2 separate regions of the Anas platyrhynchos genome follow, and region 1 is linked to region 2. Evidence: chromatin contacts called from public Hi-C data. All regions are on one chromosome and are shown on one strand. Each heading gives the region's core, a stretch centred on a gene start, on an enhancer-like site or on the middle of the called end of the contact. The rest is flanking DNA. Distances are from core to core; before and after follow the strand shown.

Evidence for each region. A called contact is a pair of places that touch in the nucleus more often than the background predicts.
Region 1: a Hi-C map of subcutaneous adipose tissue shows a contact between it and region 2, with 2.7 times the contacts expected there. The contact joins the promoter of ALCAM here to the enhancer-like site in region 2. A contact is called at or near these places in 3 of 8 Hi-C or Micro-C datasets (F1 follicle, skeletal muscle and subcutaneous adipose tissue).

Annotation. Positions count from the first base shown.
Region 1 is chr1:91,335,880-91,342,826 of IASCAAS_PekinDuck_T2T, forward strand. ALCAM (activated leukocyte cell adhesion molecule) reads left to right here and starts at 4,697. Exons shown (of 16, transcript XM_072024046.1): 1 at 4,697-5,428. The coding sequence starts at 5,347.
Region 2 is chr1:91,053,805-91,060,943 of IASCAAS_PekinDuck_T2T, forward strand. All of the region lies in intron 2 of LOC110352526 (a long non-coding RNA gene), which reads left to right. Among named protein-coding and RNA genes, the nearest start is that of ALCAM, 280 kb to the right of the region's middle. Within about 2 kb of position 1,742, at least 1 of the 8 cell types and tissues checked has an H3K27ac peak or open chromatin away from gene starts, as enhancers often do.

The DNA of each region.
Region 1 (6,947 bases), core at 3,447-5,946, 290 kb after region 2:
GGGGGTGTTTAGTCCAGAGGAGAGGAGGCTCAGGGGAGACCTTATTGCTCTCTACAACTACCTGAAAGGAAAGTGTGGGGTGCTGAGGGACAGCCTCTTCTCACAGATAACTAGTGACAGGATTCTGTGATTCTGTGACTAGAGGGAATGGCCTCAAGTTGCACCAGGGGAGGTTTAGGTTGGAAATGAGGAGACATTTCTTTTCAGAAAGAGTGGTCAGACATTGGTTGCCCAGGGAAATGGTGGCGTCACCATCCGTGGGGGTGTTCAAGGAGAGGCTGGACGTGGTGCCTGTGGACGTGGTTTGGTGGGTGACATTGGTGGTAGGGGGACGGTTGTACCGGATCATCTTGGAGGTCTTTTCCAGCCTTAATGATTCTCTGATTCTCCCTCTGAGAACCGTGCTCCTTGCTGCTTGAGATACATGGAAGTCCATCTTCTGTGCAGACAGACCAGCCTTGGGCAAGCATCAGGAACTGGCTGGAGCCACCAAACAGGACAAAGAAACCCAACATCCTCCTAAATCTCATGGCATTATGCACTTTCTTGCTCCCTCATGGCATGCCAGCAGTGCAAGCCAGATGTTGCAGAAGTGTTTGCAGGGTGCTTTTTGGCAGAATGAGACATGCCTCGTTAAGGATGCTCCTTAGTATGGAGTGGTCAGTCAGTTCCTATAGGTGGTGATTAAGGTGTTTTCCTTCAAGGACTTGAAGGCATGGAAAGTCACAGAATTTGGCCCCATGGATGCTGAGAATGTGGGAACACAGAGTAACCATTTTAGCAGTGTTAACAATCTGTTTCTTTGTATTACAGCTATTTCACATCTCTGATACATTATCAGAGCTATGCTTCACATGTGCTGTTGTGTATGCTACGGGATTTTCATACAAAAACAATTCTTACAATTCTTCACTCTCTAGAGTGGCTTTTAGAATGAAAAAAGAGACCTGAAAACTGCTCACTTTTACCTGCCTCAAACCTGTTTTAAAGAAGACTGAGGAAAAGGGAATTTCAAGAAGATTTTGTAAAAGGTGAGAAGGTGTCCACCAAAGTTGATATATACTGGTGCAACTTGAACAACTGGATTGGTTTTGTTCTTTATGAACTTCTTAGTTAACATGTCAAGCCACTTGGGCTCTACCTATACTTCTTGTGCACAAGAGCTGCTTCTAAGCTGGTATTTTTCTTTTATTCCTTTTTTTTTTTTTTTTTTTTAAAGGCAAATCACAAACTTTTAAAGACAGTAATCACCACTGATTCTTCAAATATCTTCCTCCCACCTCTCACTCATGTTTTCTGAAAACTGTCTCAGCTGAAGGCATTCTGGATATTTTGTATATAATGTAAGTGTAATATCATTTTAATGAATGTTTGTACAGTACTGGTCCTTTAGTTAAATTATGTAAAAACAGGTGCATTGGACATGGATAATAGGAAAATAAATTTGTTTCCGAAGCCTAATTGCTATGCTGATGACTATAATAACAATACTGTCAGCCATTTGCTGATTGTTTTGAGTGGGATCATTTCTGCAGTGAAGAAATATTGGAAACACAGATTCCAACTATTATTCCACTGCAATTTGTTAGGTTTGTTTGTTTATTTATTTATTCAGTCCAAATATCTGTGTCTCATTTACTTTGATCCAAGTCAGCTAAATCTGCAGATTCTTGCTCAAACCCTGGTCAGTAAACTTTTTCCTGTGCTAAGATTGGCCACAGTTGATCATTAGCACCAGTCTGGTTTTAGTCCATCTTCTACTTGCATCCTGCACTTGGTTTGAAACACCTTACAACCCAAAGACACTCTCTACCACACACAGTTCATGTAGTTTGGACAGACTTTGCTATCAGTTATCCTAATGTGCTGATACTGAGCAATGCAGAACTCCTGACAAACAAGACTGTTCTACCAGGGCTCATCCCTTAATCAAGCAAAGTCATCAGAAAGCCTGCACTCAACTTCAACATGCTTTGGCTGAGATTTGCAGAGCCTGGTGTGTAAAGGTACTTGGGTGCCTAAGGGAGCAAGAAGCACCTTGTGGATTTCCCAGCTGTCATAAAAAATGTGACCCAAATCCCAGATAATTCACTGACAGCAGCTGCCTTTAGCAGCGTCATAACTGGCAACATAGGTTACATTCGTGTTTAATCCTTGGTTTAAAAAAAATGTTGCAATGAGTACCAACACAAATGACAAGACCCATATGCATATATGTATCTCCTGAAGTAATACCTCTAATTTAACAGCATCCAGTTAAACTAACTGAACTAAACTTACAGAAACACAAGACTGGACATTGCATTTGGTGGTTGCTTAAGGCTCAGGGACAATTTCAACAATATAAGACTTCCATTTTGCAGAACACACCGCTGAACGCTGAGCCAAAATAGCACGTACTGCTTCATTGTCATGATGTTAACAACCACCCAAGACTAAAGTTTACTCACTCAGTATTAACAATGGATTAAATTACCAGGTGTCTCAAGTATTGCTCTAGTTGACAATATTCTGTACTATTAGTGCTAGGAATTTGCTCCCAAAGGAACATACATTACACATACGTTGGAAATGGAAAATGGTATATCAGCTCAGCAAAAACTCATTGCTATGATGCATGATCTATTATTAATGGATTACATTTTTAATCCACTCTGTCACATAAATACAGAATCTATGGTTTGATAGGATTAAGCATATATCAAAGAGCTTTCTTTTTTTTTTATTATTAGTGCTTTTGAAACAGTGTTATTTTCTACAGAAGAAAGAAAAAAAAAAAAAAAATATATATATATATATATATACTAGTAACTGTTTTAACTCCTTCAAAAATATGTTTACTTTGGACAGTAAAGCCAGGAAGTTGCTGTTTTCCCAAGAGATCAGTGACTCACTCATACTCCCATTAACTTCAGTGGGAACAGGAGCATGCCCTAAGAAAATAAATTGTAAAAAAAAAAACAAACCTATATTCTGTCAGCCCAACAGACATTAAAGGAATTAATTACAAATCTTAGTATTGAGGACAGTTTAAATGACATAGCACATAAAGATATCTTTAATAATTATCTTGAACATTTCTAATCACATTTAAATTCCTGTAAAGTTATCAAAACATTTGAGTAATCTGAGCTTGAGATGTTTTCTATTTACTCAGAATTCAAAGAGCTCCTTTCAAGTGAAAGGTAGAAACAGCTTTGAAGAGAAATGACAAAGTAGTGAGGGAAACCCGAAACAAATCATGCTTCTGATTTCAAGTGTTACACCCATAATGTTATCTTCCGCATTTCTCATATTTCTTACAGACTTTTAACAACACATTCAGAATTGACATGAGAGCAGAAGAGTCATCAAAGATATTTATTTTTTTTTGAACATTATCGTGAGCATAAATTGCAAAATGACACTGTAAGTTCTGGCTGTTTGAAAGACACGGTTCTGTAGCTCACCTTGTAGTCTCTGCACCGTGCCATTGGAAATTATTTGCCACATTCACACAGATTTCCTCATCCTTTCTCCCACTGATAGAAAACATACACTATTTGTTATTTTGATGCAAATGAGGGAACAGTTAATCATCTGCTTTAAAAACAAGGTGCTTGGGCATTATTTACTTCTCTAATCCTGCAAAGCAATCCATGTATTTGTTTGATCCTGACAAATTGAACTCACTATTGTCATGCTCAAAACAAAACATACACTAAGTGCACCATTATTCTGGCCTACAAGCCCTCTCCTCTTTCACTGCTTGCATTCGGATCATTTTTAGAGTTTGACTTTTCAATCTTTTCTCCCATTCACAATCCAACTGGCTTTAACAGGCTTGTCCATATCAATAAAGAAGGCAGGGTTAGGCCCTTAACGTGTAATGGAGCCCGAGCTGTTGCTAAACCAGCACATACTAGAAGTTAGAAAACAAGAGAAAAACAACTTTGAACTAGATTAGGTGATCACCTCAAGGTAATTCTGTACAATGCCTCTCAAGATTTTGAGGGGTCTCCAGGCTCTACAGCAATAAAATTACTGAATATCCCTACTAATCGGTACTCAGCACTGCTTTTAAACGTACACGAAAAAAAGGAAGAAAACAAACAAACAAACAAAACCAGCCCTGAATTGGAAATCGAAAGCAGCTTTAAAAGGAAGACAAAAAAGGTTCTTGATCTTAAAAGTAGTATTTTTTGTAATCGGCTTAGTAAAATGCTCATTGAGAGAAATCTCCTCAGAAAACAAAGGATGGCAGAGCTTGATGAGCAGCAAATATAGAAAGTAAAATACTTTTTAAACTGATTGTGTGGCATGACTTAGAAACAAGAAAGGTAGTACTGGTAATGTGGAAGGACAGAAGGACGATGTGAACTGAAGGCAGTGCTTTAGACCTCAAGTGAAAGATCCTTACCCCATTTTACTGGAAACAAGTGCAGTACATGAGGAATAAAAAACGCACAGGCTGTGCTCATTTAAACCTTCCCTGTGCCCTGGTGAGCGCTCTTAGTTTTTAGTCATCGTGAAAATCGCTTTGGGAAGAGCAAACGCATTTGCAGAATAAACTGCCCGCCTTTGATTTCCAGGACTCTGGGGGGAAGTTCCTGTCTAAAAGTTCGCAGCGTCACATGGCGAAGCGAGTCAGGGCTCTCGTCACTTTGGGTTTCACTAGCAGAAAGTCCCCGGGGGCCGGCCGCATGCCGTGCATTAATCACCCCGGTAGGTGCCGGGCAGGCTGTGGGCTCGCTTCAGACGCCGGCTGGGGCTGCTGCAGGCTGCTCGCACGGCGCTGGGCGAGCCGAGGAGAGGCAGCGGGTGCCTGCAGGGCGCTTATTTCCCCCTTCCTCCCTTCCCCTCTCCCAGCTCTCCGCCGCACCGCCGCTCAGCTGTGGCAGCCGAGCCAGAAGGCAGCGCAGCGCAGCCCAGCACAGCCCCCAGCTCCTCGCTTTCCGCAGAAGCAGCGGACAAACCCCAGCAGCGCGCAGGAGAGCTCCCTCCTTTCCCCGCGTACCACATCTCGGCAGCACCTCCCCGCCCGGCTTCGGGGGGTCTGGCAGCCGAGCCCACCCCTCTCCTCCCCGGGGGGGCCGGCTCGGGGAGGCGCCGAGGCCGGGCTCCTCCTCCCGGCCTCCGCTCTCAGTCCTGGAGCGCCGCTCGGCTGCCGCCACCTGCCCCGCCGCCGAGCCGCTCGCTGCTCCGAGCCCTCCTCGGCTCCCGGGACTCCACCGAGCCTCCCTCCTTCCCTCCCAGCCTCGCCGCGGCTCAAGCTGCCTCCGTGCTGGGCGGCGGGAGGGAAGAAGGCCGCCTCCTCTTCTTCCTCCTCCTCCTCCTCACCCTCCGGTCCCGCGGCGGGCAGGCGGGATGATGGAGCCCCGCGCCTCCCGCAGCCTCCGCCCGCTGCTCAGCCTCCTCCTGCTGCTCGGAGCCCTCTGCCTGCCGCCAGGTGAGACGCCACCTCGGGCGGCCGCTAGCTCGGGGGGCAGCCCGGCTCCTCTGCCCGCTCCCCGACCCCCTTCTCCGCCCCAAAACCCTCCGAGGGGTGGGAGCCTCCCGGAGGCTCGCCCGAGGGGGGGACCTCGACCTTCCCCTGCGGGGGTCGCTCGGGGAGCGTTTTGGCGGCCGGGGCGCCCGTCGGCTGCGTTTATTTTATTCTTTGATTTCTGAAATGCCGAGAGTGTGAAAGTCTGAGGGAGAGGGAGAAGCCGCGAAGTGAGGAGTTCTGCATTCGCCGTGGAGAGCCGGCTGGGTTATTCCTGTAGAAAGAGCGGCAGCCCGTGGTAGCGCTCTGCATTGCTCTGGGGGTGCCTCTGCCTGGATGTGCCGGCTGTTGCGAGGGCTCGGGCTTTGCACAGGGCTTGGAGTTGGCTTTTTTTTTTTTTTTCCTTTTTTTTTTCCTCGCTCCCGGCCCCTGCCGTGGTACTACGTGCTCTCCGGCTGGCCGTGTGCAGGCAGCGTGTCCTCAGCGCACCGCAGAGCAGCCCGTTAGGAGCCCTTTTCCTCCACCGCTGTAATTGCGTTTGTTTAGTGCGAGCTTTGGGTAAGTAGGAAACCAGCTACGCCAGCGTAGCGAGGCTGCCAAAGCTTTAATTTCTATTAGAGTAGTTTTAAATAAAAGCTCCAAACAGACCCAGCAGCAGTAGGAGAGGCGTAAGCGATACGTCGAGCTGTTGTGCTGGGTTTTTGCCTTGGCGTTGCAGCGTATAATCGCCGTGAGACTTACATGTGTAAGTCTCAGTGGCAGAGTACGGTGAATGCCGATTTCTGTGATGTAGAGAAACTCTTCAGGAAGGATTGTGCGTTTCATGACATTTTAAAGGCATGCGGAGCATCCTGAGAGATAAGCACCACAGCTGAGCAGCAAGACGTGTCCCCTGTAGAGAGTTTTGTCCCACTTTCCTCTAACGTAAATAAGAAATGATCTTGCCGACTAGGTGGCTGTCTACGTTTCCCTGCTGAAGGAAACCTGAATCATAAAAATACTTCACCTCAAGGGCTGCATTGATGGAGGGCTATAAAAAATGGAACTTGACCAGCTATTATTACATAAATAGGTTAGAGATAAACCATTTCCCTAGGCAAACCTAGCTCTCTCTGCCCTTCGTTTCTTCCTTGCCCTCTCAATGAGAAGCTCGGGCTAACCGATCACAACGCAGGCAGATACACAGGGGCAGAAAACAGCCCCACCCCAGCTTAGAAACTTTCCCAGCCATACTGCAAGTGCAGGGAAAACTGATTTGAGCCTCTAGTTCTTGATTTATCGTGTAGAGGACAATAGATGCTTAAACACTATCTTTCAAAAGACTTTGGTATTGCTCTGTATTTCACATCTCTCTCCTTACTATCTCAGCTGTTTCACTCTGATTTGCTGTCATTCACCACAAATTCTGGATATATTACTCTATCACTACGTTTGGCTTTTTGGCAGTTCCGTTTCAGGTTTGCATATGGAAAGCAATAGGTAA
Region 2 (7,139 bases), core at 492-2,991:
TTCTGGAATAGGAGATTGTTTGTTCTGCAGACCTAGGCTGTCCTGCAAAATCTGATTTTTGTTTGTTTGTTTGTTTTTATGGAAGCAAAACTTCTCTTCTTGCATCATTTGTACTCACACTACTGATATAGTGTCATCTTGTACAATTCAATTTGTGGAGTAGAACATAACAGCATTGCTAAAAATTACAAGAAAATAATATGTGGAAGAGTGTGCACACACACACAAAAAAAAAGTGCCTTGAAAAATGAGGAAGAGGAAACAGGAAGAATTGAATCCTTATTAGACATTCACTTGGAGGAAAAAAAAAAAAAAAAAAAAGCCCACATAGGAGCTACAACTTCAAGAGAAACTTAAGGTGGTTCTTTTACTTTCCCAAAAGACGAAGCCAATTAGCTACGACCCATAAATTTACAGGAAATGAGGCTCATTAATCTTGGTGTGTAGGAAACTACTTGTTTTTCAGGGATTAGGACAACAAGGACTAAGTGCTGGAAGAATTTAGGCTACTGCTTCTCTTGGCTGTGTTTAGAGCCTGCTTAAGGCAAATGAACCTGGGAATCACAATCCCAGCAGTTGCACGGTGAGACCAGAAGCTCAGCCTTCATGGAAAATATAGTCCTTACATATCCCACAGTCAGTTTTCTGAGACAGCTATCAGCTCTTTCACTGAAATCTTCATCCTCTCCTAAGAGAAGGAAAGGCCACTACATAAGGACATGAGAATTTTGTTTGGACAGCACTTAAATCATGTACTTAATGCCCAAATTAAATTATTTTGGTGATCAGTTTCCAGTACACCTTTTGTCTGACAATTGGTTAAACGTTCACTTTGAGATGTCTCTAGCAGCTTAAAACTTAAGTATTGGTATATTCAGCTTGCATAACGCAAAATGTAGCAGAAACACTAATTTCCTAACAATCAAAAAATTTGTAAAGCTATGTTGGGCAGTATTTCTCATCTGCAGAATGTGGTGCTTTAAAGGAATATTACATTTAGATTATGTGTGTATTTTGATGGGAAAGTCTGGAAAATATTCCCGTGTCCCTAATAATACCCAGTTACAGTGCACTCTAATTACTCTGATGCAGTCTTACCTTACAGTGTCTTCTTAATTGTTTTAAAATTGGTCTGCGTGATTTTGAAATGCTTACCAGTGAAGAGGGTTAGCACCCACCCTAGACCCTATTCCACTAAACTGCTTAAGTATGTGATGAAGTGCTTTTCTACATTGGGCTTTTTAATGATCAAAACACAAGTCTGCTTCCAGAGGCGAGTAAAATATAATGCTGTGGCAGTTGATGAGGCTTGTATCTACAGCTCTAAGATGAATATGATATTGTTTAATTCATACTTAAGTCTGAAAGCATTTGGAACGATCGGTACATTAATGAAATGATAATTTCATGCAAAATGTCTGACCATTATTTTTCCTGAAAGAGGCCACAGTATTGGCCACATATCTTTATAGGGCTCTTCAAGAATGAATTATTGGCAACTCTCTTTATGTTTGAATTACATTCCTCTGATCCCCAGTAAAAAACAAGCCTAAAAATGATTACAATAAGCCATCATTTTCCATAGCAGGCTGCAGTGTAACTTGTAGTGAAACGTCTAACGTGCAGATCCCCTTTCCAATGCACTTTACATACTGATTTCATTAGCAGGTGGAATAGGGCAACTATGCTAAATGAGTAAGGATTTATCCTTTCAGTCTCACTTCTCTATCTGATATTTTGCAACCTCAGTGCAACACTTTAACCTCATGATTCAACTGTAATGATGTTGTGCATTCCTCAGAGATATGTTTAATCTTTTTACTTAGATAAGTTCTTGGCTTAACATTGCAGTATCAGGCAAGTTGAACAGAAGGAGAATGTATTTAACCTAAATGGCATATCAAAAGGAGTGTCTCTTTGCCCTGATATTAACCAAAATGGTTAGTACTATTAATCGCTTGTCTGAGAACTCTGCTGGCTAGCACAGATTTGAAATGTGCCCATGCAGAGCAATGCAAGCCTAATTCTGCTGCCTAATGAAGTCAGTGATATCATTTCAGCAAGAGAGGGCTTAGGCCCATCAAGTACACTCACCTTTTTCTTCTGGAAACTTAGGGACTTTAACTACACCCTGTATCAGTATTGCAGAAGGTAATGAAGCAATGTGGAGCAGACAGAGTCTAACACACCCAGACTTTAACTGCTTCTTTGGTCTTTATCAGTATGTGAACAAGTGGCATGATTTTTAGAAGCATCAAACACTTTCAGTTCCCTGTACAAGGCAACTTTGTATCACTGCTATTTTCTTGCTGTGAGATGGCTCTAAGGAGTATATGAATTAGACTAAAGGTCCTGATAGCCCAGCTGGATTCTGTCCCTAAAAACGGCCAGGAATCGAGTAGTGTATGAACAAAGCACTCACAGAATGATGCCTCCTGCAGAACAGCCTCGTGCTTGTTACCTATTATGATCCTACCCAGCCTCCACTTACACATCCAGGGAATGGGTATCAGTGAAGGTGGAACTGGAGTTATCCAGACTTCAGATTCTTTTACTTCTCATTTGGAGTGCTTCTACACACCAGGACATTATTTTTTCATTTCATAAGCTTGATATTTCAGGGTCTGCACCTAAGTGCCCCATTAGAGCATGCATTGAGACCAAAAGGCTGAACGAACAATTCAAATGCATCTTCTGGTAATCAGAATTGAGAGAATGCTGGAAAATTACCCCTCCTCCCCCTGTGAACTGCTTTGAAAAAAAAAATAAAAAATGGCTGTTATTATTGGCTGAGTCTTATTTTCCTTAAAAGCAGATTTTGGAAGGAGATGCTGCTGTGCTTTTTGTACAAGCTTAAGCTAAATGTAATGATAATGAAAAAAAAATCATTGGCATCAAAATGTTTTAGTAGTGAAAAGAATCAGGTTTAAAAGTAGGTATATTGTCAAGGGAGAGAAGTTACATGTTTAAGAATGTTTAATTGCAGATTAAACAGATAATATTAGTCATGCGGTGGAACAATAAAAGGCTGGGGGGTGCTGCTTCCTGGGGTGGAAAAAGTACAAGTTTAATAAAATATTAAGTATCATCAGGATTCTGTTATGATTGGAAGCCTTTGTTCCTTCTGAAGCCAGTTATGGTTTACTACTCCATAGGTTACCTGGATAAAGTGTTAGTCCCTTTTATTTAAAATAAATGTGGAAAAAAAAAAACTAGGTGAAAAGCAAGAGAAGTAAATAGGGCAAATGCCTGAATCTGTAGGCATATTTTGCTTGCCTATGATTTCCATCAAGGGGATGTTCTTTGAGAAACTTTTTTGAAAAAATAATTACAGAAAGACAGAACATTGGGCAGAACTGTTGTAGTGAATGAGACTGCACAGAAACCAGCTCAGTCACTGGATTGTCTTTGGTCTTCTAGTTCCATCTGCCATTCTTCTCCTCTTGCTTCCTCTGTTCTCATACCTATAGTATTGACCTTGCAGAAAAGTGCATGTAAAATATTGTCTGTAGGAATACTATGTGTTTGTGAAGAAGTTTGTGGAGGTTGGAGTGAGTTTAGAGAGATTCAAAAATAAATAAATAAATGGAAATCCTGCATTTTGCTTGGGAAAGCTCTGTGGTAGTAGTTTTCTGGGACCTCAGCTTTTCCAAGCCAGTGAACTTTTCAGGAGAGACAGAACTGAAAAACTATTTTTCTGACATATAACCTTTTGACATCCATCCTTCTCCCCGTGCATCCTTTAAATTTTCTCTATTTTTCTCTCCCTCCTCAATTCTTTCCCCTCTCTCTTTTTTTTATATATTTTTTTATTTTTCTCCTTCTTTTTCCCCTGCTATAAACTCTGTTCTTCATTAACTTCTCACTGTAGGACTAGAAAAATGGAAGCTTTATGTTTGTTTTCTCCTACGAGAAAACCTTCAGCAGAAATCAATATTATTCCTGCAGAGAGGAGCCCATAGCAATGTGGTGTTCTGGTGCTAACTGAACAGACAGAGTGCAGCAAGGGAACCCACACAGCCCTGTGTGAGCAACCCTGCTCACCTGCTTGCATGACTGACTCAGATTGGGTCACCTGCAGAGACAAGGCAATAGGAATTAATTCTCAAAGTCTATATTAATTATCAGCCCTTCTTCAGCTTACAGCAGAGAAACAGAGCTTAATATTGACATTTATATTAATATATTTTTAAGGAATCGTTAACAGTTCCTTATAGCATTCTTAGGTCTAACATCAAAGGTGGGATGAATCTAGAGATGGTTTACTTAACCTATGTAGTTACTCTATAGTGAGACTGTGAAATATGTAAAACCGTCCAGTTTTCAGCTTTTCTATTTGGCAGTGTTTATTCACATTAATTTTACTTACTTTTTTGCTTACTTTTACTGACCATTGAAAGGTCCTGGCTGCTTTTTCTGAATACACATCACTGGACCAGGTGCTCAGCTAAGTACAAACCAGGACAGCCCTACTGGTATCAGTCAAGTACTGACAATTTATACCAGCCTGAGGGGCTGGCCTCTAATGATTCAAGGAGGATATGAAAGCTAGCATATATCAAAAAATGGAGAGCAAGTAATTTAAAAAGTAAAGATACTTTAACCAAATCCTGGAACTTTGCCTAAAATAATAATTTCCGTCCTGTGTTTGAACTTCTACATTCATCAGTTACTTTGCCTTACTCAGAAGTTTACTTACATTCATTGCTGTGAGAATCCCTCCTAAAATACACACTATAACTGACATAGATCACAATCACATCAAAGTGGGTTAGACTTCAGAGAGGATAGACAAGAGGATAATTTGCACTTACACAGTTTCTTTCATCCAAAGAGTTCAAAAAACTTGTATTCATTAGCTCTAAACGCCACTCATTACAGACAGGTAAGCATAAGTACCAAGCCCTCTTCAGACACACAAAAAATAAAAGGTAAAACAAAACGGAGATGGTAAAATGCAATATCAGAATGACAGGAGGCACCCCTGTTGCCCAGACAATTAACTTTCATGAGCCATTATGCTCTCTATTGTGTCACAGCCCAAACTGTTGCCCTGCAAGTCCAAGGTCTTACTCCTGGCATGTGGCTGTCTATTTAGGCTGTCCCACAATGAATGCTATGGGAAAACCATTTCATCCACAAGCTGAGGCTTGGTTTTGTGGTAGGTTATTTGTCAAAGTGTCTCTGCACCATTCTGAGCATGGGGCAGTCAAATACCAAGCAGACAAGAGCAGGTACCAAATAGTTATAAACGGTGGTCTTTGGCAGGAACATAAACACTACAGCATTACATTAGATCATTACCAAAGCCCTAATGTGCAATCTTTGGACCAAAGTCTGACCTCCCCAGACTTTGGGGATAGATTTGTTGTATGTAGCTGGGCTAGAACAGCCTGCATGCCAGGCAAGCTTTTGGGACTGAAAAAGCAGGAGAAACAGCTCAATCCACTATTTCAGTAGGTATAGGATCATGTCTGTGCTGAGCAACAGATTAACTCACAAACTGAAAGTAGGTGCCTGACCTTAAGAGAAGGGAGGTTTTATGCTAATTAGTAGCACTCAGGGCAATGGACCAGAGGGCTCCCTGGGCCTTTCAGAGTAGGGGTAGGTGAGTGAAAACAGTCTGAGAAAGCATTAAAAGCTGAATCTTTGGAGCAGTTACTATAAAGAAGCTCAGCAAGATATTTCTTACCTAAACTCCAAAATAAGAAGGGCTAAAAGGACTAGGAGGAGGTTACTGGGCCTTTCACCTCAAGGTCAGTGATTGCATCTGGCTTCAAGATAAACACTAAATACACCATTACCTCTAACAAACACTGGTAGACCTTTGTTAAATAAGCTATCTTGAGTAGGTGTCAACTTTCTGGTAAATAAACATCTCCTTAAACCCTGTTTAATGCTATTAACCCGAACAGATCATCTGGGCAGAAAAGGAAATCTGTGAAATCTATGAATCTGTTTCTCACCTTCTGGAAACCAATGCTGAACACGGGGACTGAGTGGTGGTCCAATAATACAGAGGGACATTACCCCATTACTGCAAATATGCAAACGCCAAGGAAGACCTGGGTTTCCAGTGTACCTTACCTTAATATGGAAATATGGAATTATTTTCAAAAAGCTTGTATAACACAGAAAAGAGTGGATTGATCTCCTCACTGTGTGACACTGTTTTTTAGGACCTCTTTAAAAAAGGATAGTTGACAATCAGAAAATGGGATGACCCACCAGGAGCTGTTTGCAGAAACTGTTCTATCTCAGGCTTTCTTGAATATCTTTCATTATAAAATACTCGGATTTGCAGGTAGAAATCTTCTGTATCCAAATTTTCCATATGGGAAATTTCTTGAGAGATTAAGTTTTGCTTATTCAACAAGGACTTGTTTATTTTTTCAGTTAAATTCACAATATCAAAGCATAATGAAGTTTTGAAAAATATAATATATTTGCCCTGGCAAGATCTGCAGATCAGAACAAAAATAAAATGTGAAGTCATTTCTGTTTCTGTGCAAACTGGTATAAATAGGGAGTGATCACACTTTTATGTCAGTGCAGTTTCACCAGCATAGAATCAAGCAGAGTTGAAATTAGGTCCAAAAATACAATTGTGTATTCTCATGCTGGCTTACATTCAAATTGACATGAAAGTCTTTCTTTTATATTTGAACTGACACTACCAGGAATGAAAACAGAATCAGCACTACAGTCTGTACCCACTTCCACTATCTATACAGTATTTGTACAATCTGGTTAGTTGGTATGTATTTGCAGAGTTGAACTTGGCCAGATTTTATGATGGTGTAAATCTGTGCATCTCTCTGCTGTGTCTCCAGCTGAGCTGAGCTTGGCCCATGAAGTTTAGATTAGCCAAATTAAGATACCTAAACTGTTTTCTAAAATGGGCTAAAATCCATTGAGAACTAAGGGGAGGAAGGGAGGAAAAGTTAAAATATATATATATATATATATATATATGTGTGTGTGTGTGTGTGTAAGTATATATATGTGTGTGTGTACATATATATATACACAGATAATTGGAAACCTTATGTAGCTTAAAGAGTGTTGTTCACTGTTTTATATGTAAATCTATGTACTTGCAAAACTTCAGGAAAACTAAAAAAGCTAAATGCACTCTC